Linked DNA regions of Triticum aestivum: region 1 is linked to region 2. A link is a contact called in public Hi-C data. All regions are on one chromosome and are shown on one strand. Each heading gives the region's core, a stretch centred on a gene start, on an enhancer-like site or on the middle of the called end of the contact. The rest is flanking DNA. Distances are from core to core; before and after follow the strand shown. Region 1 holds the start of LOC123141535. Region 2 holds the start of LOC123144847.

Region 1 (4,700 bases), core at 1,782-4,281, 170 kb after region 2:
CTTAATGGGCCTTAGTGGGAAGGAGAGGCAGCAGCCAGGAGGTGGCGCGCGCCTCTCCCAAGCCCAGTCCAAATTGGACAAGGGGTTTGGGGCGCGGCCCCCCTCTCCCTTCCTTCTCCTCTTCCCCCCTTCCCCCTTCTCCTAGTTGGACTAGGAAAGGAGGAAACCTACTCCAACTAGGAGTAGGAATCCTACTCCCTTGGCGCGCCCCTCCTAGGGCCGGCCTCCTCCTCCCTTGCTCCTTTATATACGGGGGCAGGGGGCACCCCATAGACACAACAATTGATCCCTTGGATCTCTTAGCCGTGTGCGGTGCCCCCTCCACCATAATCCACCTCGGTCATATCGTAGCGGTGCTTAGGCGAAGCTCTGCGTCGGTAGAACATCATCATTGTCACCACACCGTCGTGCTGACGGAACTCTCCCTCAAAGCTCGGCTGGATCAGAATTCGAGGGACGTCATCGAGTTGAACGTGTGCTGAACTCGGAGGTGCCGTGTGTTCGGTACTTGATCGATCGGATCGTGAAGACGTACGACTACATTAACTGCGTTGTGCTAACGCTTCCGCTTTCGGTCTACAAGGGTACGTGGACAACACTCTCCTCTCTCGTTGCTATGCATCACCATGATCTTGCGTGTGCGTAGGAATTTTTTTGAAATTACTACGTTCCCCAACACACTCCGCTTGCTGGCCGACCACCACCTTCGGTTTAACATTGAAGGTCTTCAGCCACAGGCCGAAGTGGGGCTTGATGCGGAGGAAGGCCTCGCACACTACGATAAACGCCGAGATGTTGAGGATGAAATTGGAGGCCAGATCGTGAAAATCCAGCCCGTAGTAGAACATGAGCCCGCAGACAAATGGGTGGAGGGGAAATCCCAGTCCGCGGACGAAGTGGGTAAGGAAAACCACCCTCTCATGGGGTTCTGGAGTAGGGACGATCTGCCCCGCATCTGGCAGCCAGTGTGCAATATCCGCGACCAGATATCCTGCTCCCCGTAGCTTTGTGATGTGCTCCTCCGTAACGGAGGAGACCATCCACTTGCCTCCCGCTCCAGACATGCTTGGAGTGGTTTGAGGTGGAAATGCGAACTTGGGTGCTGGAGCTCGAGTGCGCAAGAATGGATGAGCAAGGAGGAAGATGGCGTGGGTAAAAAGAGGAATCCCTGTCCCTTTATAAGGGCGGAAGAAACTATATGCCTCCCCACCTGCGTGGTAAATTGGCTTATTCCCCAAGCGCCGTAATTGATGGCGCGGTTGGGTTACCCACACCCGTATTGATGAGAATCCCGTGATAAGGGGACACGATCTCTGCTTCGACAAGATGTGCCAAGAAAACCGCCTCGCAATGTGTGCAGTAGCTGGTTGAGAAAAACGGTTCGGATAATGACCGGGCCATGGTATGATGTCATGCTACCACATGTGTCAGCGGATTAGATTTGTGGAAATATTGTTCTCTCTACGGTGGTATGTGGAATTTGTTTTGCAGAGCCGGACACTATCCTTGTGTTCAAAATCTTCTATGGAGTATTCGGAGGAGGAACCCGCCTTGCAATGCCGAAGACAATCTGCGCGCCGGACTCATCGTCATTGAAGCCTGGTTCAGGGGCTACTGAGGGAGTCCTGGATTAGGGGGTCCTCGGACGGCCGGACTATATCCTTTGGCCGGACTGTTGGACTATGAAGATACAAGATTGAAGACTTCATCCCGTGTCCGGATGGGACTCTCCTTGGCGTGGAAGGCAAGCTTGGCAATACGGATATGTAGATCTCCTCCCTTGTAACCGACTCTGTGTAACCCTAGCCCCCTCCGGTGTCTATATAAACCGGAGGGTTTAGTCCGTAGGACAACAACAATCATACCATAGGCGAGCTTCAAGGGTTCAGCCTCTACGATCTCGTGGTAGATCAACTCTTGTAATACTCATATCATCAAGATCAATCAAGCAGGAAGTAGGGTATTACCTCCATCGAGAGGGCCTGAACCTGGGTAAACATCGTGCTCTTATATTATCCTTACAATGTGATATTGACTTTATTGTGCCTTGTTTGCTCTTACCATGTCCTTCAACACAAAATTTATAGACAGAGGAGTATGAGAAATAAAAGACTACAATCCATTTTTATCGCACATCAGAGTGACCAATCTAAGGAGGGTGGTAGGCTACACAAAACAAGATATCAACCACTAACAATTTGTTAGATGTTTGCCTCTTAGACCGAAATGTCATTTTCCTAGTTAGCCATTTCCAAAAAAATGGCGTGCTCAATCATTTGCACCAATAGTCTCTTTGTTCCAAACTATAGAGCGCATAAGTATAGTTGATCCAATATTTCGTAATTTTGATCATGCTCCCATCATTCTCAAAAGAATGGTGTAGGCTTAAAAGGGCGCAAGGTGCTAATTTTGGTTTGTTTCTTCCGAGACTACCTCACCCCGTCGCCCCTCTTCGTGCTTTAGTCATTCCTAATTTGGCATATGGTTCCATGTGTTTTCCCTCCTTAGTCTACGCCAAATGAACGATGACGTGCACATAGGAAACGAAAAACGCCTACGTTTCCCTCCTTAATCTAAGCCCAATGAATGATAATGCACATATGAAACAAAAATAGCACGCTTTTTCCTCCTTAATCCACGCCATATGAAAGTGCAGTGAATTATGTAATTTTGGAAAGAAACTTCCATGTTTTTCCTCCTTAATTCGAGAACTTTAAAGTTGTATGTTAAGAAATTATCATCACCTTTTTGAAAGGAATGGTAAAATAAACAAAAGTTATGGATCAAACAATATTATCGTGGGTATACATTGTGAGTATGATTTGACTATCTTGTGGGGTATACATAATGAAAATTCATAGTCAAATTTAAACACGAAATATATTTTAGTGGGAAAGAGACCAATCGCATATTTTCATAGTAAAAGCACTGTACGTCGATATATCATGATATATCGCCAACAGAATCAACTGTCCCAATATCTACACATGCTGGAGGGAAATAATAAAAAATCACCCACGCCTCACCACTAACGACGAGAAGAGAGAGAGATTCCTCCCCTCCGCTGTACTAATACAGGGAAGCTCCCAGTCAGGCTTGCCTTTGGAGCCTTGCCCTTTCCCCTAGACTCCCAGCCCCGGAGGCCTCAACACCTACCAGACTAACACTACCACCAGCTGCATCCAAGCCTAGCTACCACTCTCCTCCCTCCCCCTCTGTCTCCTGAGGTGCTCATGGCCTCGAGCTCAAACCCGGTCAGCATGGACATGGACCCGCCCGTCGTCTCTATCGCCGTCGAGCACGGCCCGCCGGAGTCGCGCCTGGTTCAGCTCGGCGTCAGGTCCTGGCCCAAGTGAGTACCGATCGATCACCGGTTCCAGCTATTTCCTTATTCCTTGTTCCATTATTTCCATGGCGGGCGGCTAAGTGAGCGTGTGCAATGGTTCTTGTGTGCCGTGCTCGTGCAGGTGGGGCTGCCCGACGGGGAAGTTTCCGGTGAAGTTCGACGCGAGGCAGACGTGCTATCTGGTGAAGGGCAAGGTGAGGGCGCACATCAAGGGGTCGTCCGAGTGCGTGGAGTTCGGCGCCGGCGACCTCGTCGTCTTCCCCAAGGGGCTCAGCTGCACCTGGGACGTCGTCGCCGCCGTCGACAAGTACTACAAGTTCGATTCGTCTTGACTTTGCCGGGTTCGCGGTGACTAATTCGCCTCCTGATTTAGATTGGTGACTGTGTTAGCCTCATTCTCTAGCTAATTTGCTAGACCATATCCGTCTCTATTGGCTTCCTTGTGTGTAGTAGGGAAAAAATCGGCGTGAGTGAGGTGAGGGGCATCTAGCCCTCCTGCGTAGTAGGTTCCTAGTTATTCAGTTGCCTCGCAAAACCGGTCAATGCAGTGGCCGTTCAAAGTATTCTTATTTATTGCCCTGAGTGCAGTGCAAATCCGTTTTGAATGCCTTCTTTGACCAGCCAGCATCAGTGGACTGCATTGTCTATGGGCACCTTCCTTTTCTTCTTTATATATGAGCAGCATTACAGGGCCAGGGGTGTGTGTGGCTATCGACCACCCACAGCACTTACTAAGCTTTAAGAATGTGATAAAGCATGGCTGCGAGATGAGAATTGACTCGTGCTTTATTTATAAAGCGGGGCTAGAGCCTGTTCGAGAGATGAGAAGATCGAGTTCTAGTTTCTATCATCTTATCTCCCATACACACACACTCTCTCTTGCGAAATCAGCATATCCTACTCAGCTACAATTAGTGCTACTTTCTTCGTTGTTTTTAACATCCTAGAGCCCAGTGGCTGACCTAAAATGTGGGGGGTGCCGCAATTAAAAAATGTAAAAATTTACACTACAGATAGTAAAATTTGATGTAAACATCATTTTAGTCTTAATAAAAAGTCTTAAAATAGCATGAGCTGGTTAACTATCTAGTATTAAGTATATAAAAAATATTTTACAATTTTGGCAGCCCATGTCGCCACCCTAGATCCGCCCCCTGCTAGAACCCCTGCCCTCAAACAAACAAAAGAATGACCGTCCGCTGATAGTTACAAATTTACCGAAAATGGCTAATGAAAGATGCTATTTATAGACTGCCATCATAGAGAACGTACAATAAAACTTCTCTACTTTTAAGTAATGTTGACTCATAATACACATAATAATATTTAATTAGTCATGTGAAATATTACATGA
Region 2 (4,600 bases), core at 206-2,705:
ATTCTGTAAGATCTCTAGTGCTTAATCCCATCCGTCTACCATTGTTGCCGCTGCACGCAATTGAGATAAACAAATAGAAAGATCTGCAGTAGACTCTCCCTGGGTGTGTTCCTGTCGAATACAACTTTTTTGTTTGTATAAAAAATTGTTCAATGCTCCTTTGTGTTGGGTTTCTTCTTTGTGGCGTTTTGGGCTGCTGTAGATTCATATCCTTTTCTTGGAGCTGTTTTCTTTGTACTTATGTCTCAGTGGAAAGAAGTAACTGAAGTGGAATTGATGAAAATAGACTGGAGGTCTCTAATGCGAATTTTCTGCAATTCGTTGCAGCCATTATCCCATATTGCGTATGGCTCTTCTATGCTTTTTTACCCGTTAACATAAATGACTCGTATCTTGTGCACCGGCATAATTTCTTGGAAACTAGTATGATCATTATGACATTTGCAAAAATGAAAGAGCAAGGAAAATAGTATTATCGGCTATCCACTTATCGTTTCTTTAGGCCACAAATGATTACTACTCTATTTTTTTTAGATAATTGTTTGTTTAGTGTACACACATGGACTTACTTTCTTTTACATTTTTTGATTGAAACCGGGAGACACACATCCAATATGGTACCCCCTCCGTCCCGTAATATAAGAGCATTTTGACACTTTAGGGAATGTAATTTGAGATCTGGGCAAAGTCGAAGAAACAAGGTTCAAGAGGCAGAAAAGCTCTTCTCCTCCCGCCGCCGCCGCCGCCGGTCTGTCCCATCTCCTATGGCCTCTAGACCATGGAGGTGCAGAGGATCTCGGCCCCCATCGGCAGGAGGGACCGCGTTCTCGTTCTTGTTAGAGGCAGCGTCTTGGTTGGGGCTGTGTGGCGGCGGCGATGTCCCTTCGTAAGAATAATGTCTCCCATGTTCTATCCCCGTCCCGCTGGTGCGTCTAGCATCGTCGGAGGGCGTGTGGAGGTTTGTCTCCGTAGGATCTTGCGGGATTCGGTCGATGCTGGTCTTAGGTGGATCTATTTGAATCCGGTCTTCGTTTAGGTGTTTACATGTTTGATCCTTCTGATCTACGACTTTCTTCATCGGCGATGGTTGCTAGTACTCTGGTGTGCTGGTCCTTAACACGACGACTTGCCTACTGTCTACTACAACAAGGTTTGCCCGACTCCGGTGAGGGAGGGGCGATGACGGTGGCACGCCTTCGGCTCGCTCCAATGCTTGTAGTCGTCGCTAGGTGGTCCAAGGACATGGTTGTAATTTTTATTATCTTTGTTGTTCTTTATACTGTCATGATTGAAGATGAATAGATTGAAAGTTTTTTTTTTGAAAAAAAGTTCAAAGAGGCGACGTCCCGGCAGCGGAAGAACACCGTCGTCTCTTCCGAAGAAACGGAAAACGAAAGGAAAACGCAGCGTCTCCGTCCGTCCATATAAAAATAAGCCGTGGGCCAGCAAGGCACGCACGCACGCACAGATCTCCAAACCCTCGCACGCCAGCCACGCCAGGTTAATAGCCGCCGCAACCCACAAGATGGACGCCAGGACGCCCCGGCACCAAAGGCTGCTCCGCACCCCGCGCGGCCCACCGACGCCCCATCACCCCCGCCACCACCCCGGCACGCCCGGCCAAAACCCTATCAGCTACGTCCCCGCCGCCGCCCCGATCTCCCCGCGCTCCGCCGCCCCGATCTCCCCGCGCTCCGCCGCCGCCGCCGCCGCCGCCATGGAGGACGACGCCATCACCACGCTCATGGACATCGACGACTCCCCCCGCAGCGCTGCCGGCGCCGGCTTCCTCGACGACGACGACGAGGGGGACCTCCTCCACTCCCACCGCATGGGCGGCCGCGGGAACGAGGCGCGGGGCCCCCTCCCCTTCGCCGGCTTCTTCAACACCTTCGACGGCGCCGACTTCGACGACTCCGATCTGGCCTGATCGAGGCGTCTTCCGGTACTAGTAATGAAGCTGGGAGGTCGTCGATATGGTGCTGGTGGTCTATCTAGTTAGGTTATTATGGGTGAGGTGAAACTATTCCGAGGCATCTGGAGACCTTTCGGTGATCAATCTAAGCATCGTACTGCTGCGCTGCCCTTGGATCTCGTGTTGTTTGGTTAATATATGCAAGTGCCTTAAATTATCCTTGATTAGTATCATCTCTGCGAGGTTCTCTTTAATAGTACGATTGTTTATGGATTGGTGCTATGTTATTTCTGCTCAATTGTGGCTGTGTTGGGAATGAGCTGATGCTATGACAATAAATTAGCTTCAATTTTTGCTGTTGTGTGTTTATCTTGCATAGATGGTGTTTGATTTTATTATTGAAAACATTAGGCTACTAGGGATACTTAAGTCCCAAATCTCTTTGACCATAGTTGTATTGGTATGCAATTTTAGCCATTTTATTGGAGACTTTAGTCTAGTGGGACACCTTAATTAGCACTCTTTGATCAGCAGTGATTTTGCACTGGGAAATCCAATTATCATCATCGCAAATAAACACAGGGAATGCATAGCTGGAACTTCAGTGAACTCTTATTGTTTTTCTTTGCAACACAATTAGTGATTTGTTAGGAGTTTGATCAACCAGGGTAGCTACAATTTTCACTTAATCAATGCTGCAAGTGCAGTAAAATTTTGTAGGCAATATGCCCTTGATTTCCTCGATGAGTTGATGCACTAGGATAACCATGTACTTTTGATTGACCTTGCAATTGCAAGGCACATTCTATTAGCATGCAAAATTGAACCCCTCTTCTTTGAAATCATCTCTATAGCTTTATGAAATATTTTATGATTGCAAATTATTATTGATTAGTATAATCTCTGTGAGTTGCTTTTGTTCTCTTCCTTGTAATAGTTTGAATGATTATGGATATGCTTGTTGTTGTGTTATTTCTGCTCGTGGCTGTGTTGGGCATGAGCAGATGCTAAGCTAATCAATTAGCTTCAATTCTTGCTGTTTTGTGTTGTTGATCATGCATTGATGGTCTCGTTGATAAGTAGTGGTATTAGTTTGCGATTTTGTTGAAACATTGGTCCACTAGGGATACTTAATTCGCGAATCTCTTTGATAAGTATTGGTATTAGTTTGCAATTTTGTTGAAACATTGGTCTAACTAGGGATACTTAATTTGCAAATCTCTTTGATCTGTAGTTGTATATGAGTTCTGCCACACATACGATGATTTCTGTATGATCTGTGTACGACACTCGATAGCAGCTGTCCATTCTATTTTGTGTACTGCTGGGATAAGATCCTATGAGGCTTTTATTGTATGCAGAGCACTTCCGGTAGTGGTATTAGTTTGCAATTTTAGCGATTTTAATGGAAACGTTGGTCTAGTTGGGATACTTAATTAGTACATTGTATATGAGTTCTGCCACACATACGATGATTTCTGTATGATCTGTGTACGACACTCGATAGCAGCTGTCCATTCTATTTTGTGTACTGCTGGGATAAGATCCTATGAGGCTTTTATTGTATGCAGAGCACTTCCGGTAGTGGTATTAGTTTGCAATTTTAGCGATTTTAATGGAAACGTTGGTCTAGTTGGGATACTTAATTAGTACAACCCCCCCCCCCCCCCCCCCCCCCCCCCCCACCACATAATTCTTGTCATGGTTTTTGTTCATAACGAACGGAGGGAGTAGATATCTTTGATCAGCAGTGGTATTGCACTGGAAAGTCCAATTAGCATCGACCCTTTTTCTGTAGTACTGCCTCTGTAACTTAATATAAGAATTTTTTCGACACTGAAAGTGTCTTAAGACAGGGAATGCCTAGCTGGAACTTCAGCGAACTCTTGTTATGTTTCTTTGCAACACAATTTAGTGCAATACCATTGTTACAAGATGCATTAGTGCTACTTAACAGTATAGTATAAACTGCTGTCCTATTGCGGTAGCTGTAGAGTTTGATCCCAACTTAAACTGTTTCTAAGTTTGTTAAAGGATCTCGGCCATACAAAATATGAGTTTCTCTGATGGTTCATCCCAGACCAATCTGTTGGAGTGTTAAGGAAATAATTTAACTTTGGTTAACCTAGCATTGAAAGCCTACTTGAAATTGGCCCTTGCTTCATTTTCCATGTCAAATGTCACTACCTAGGTGCTAATATGTTTTTTCATATATGTACAATTGCTTGAATCATTGAAAGTTCACTCTTTCCAAGGCCATGTATAAGAGTGTGATGTGACAGTAAATGCGTTTTGTTCGGCTGGTTTTTATTTGGGAGTGCTGAATATAAGCTCTCATTTTTGCTTTTTGACGTCTGGAACTGTCATATTTAATAGAAATGTGATTTACTAGAAAGGTGATGCTAGCCACCGATCGACCGGCTAGCACCTCGTATCGGTTCATCCTTCCGCGACCAGTTTCAGCGAAGAGAAAAAGAAGGACCTCTGATTCCTGCTCCGTTACTCACCTCCCCCTCAGCCTCTTTGATTCCTGGCAGCAAAGCCTACTGTCGTGGGGATGATTCTGATAGTGAGAGGGGTACGGAGAGGGTTAGGAAGAAGGCTGATCTATTGAGGTGCAAATGGATGACAAGTATTTTTCACTAGTTCGGGCCTCTTATGGTGGATACCCTAATCTCGTGCGCA

The links. A called contact is a pair of places that touch in the nucleus more often than the background predicts.
Region 1: a Hi-C map of leaf shows a contact between it and region 2, with 4 times the contacts expected there. The contact joins the promoter of LOC123141535 here to the promoter of LOC123144847 in region 2. A contact is called at or near these places in 1 of 5 Hi-C or Micro-C datasets (leaf) and 1 of 1 datasets of contacts at active chromatin or transcription factors (leaf).

Annotation. Positions count from the first base shown.
Region 1 is chr6D:315,165,353-315,170,052 of IWGSC CS RefSeq v2.1, forward strand. It overlaps LOC123141535, which reads left to right and starts at 3,032. Exons shown (of 2, transcript XM_044560648.1): 1 at 3,032-3,352; 2 at 3,468-3,966. The coding sequence starts at 3,234. The coding sequence ends at 3,678.
Region 2 is chr6D:314,993,102-314,997,701 of IWGSC CS RefSeq v2.1, forward strand. It overlaps LOC123144847, which reads left to right and starts at 1,456. Exons shown (of 1, transcript XM_044564097.1): 1 at 1,456-2,268. The coding sequence starts at 1,526. The coding sequence ends at 1,930. LOC123141534 (protein MIS12 homolog) reads left to right here. Exons shown (of 7, transcript XM_044560647.1): 7 at 1-159.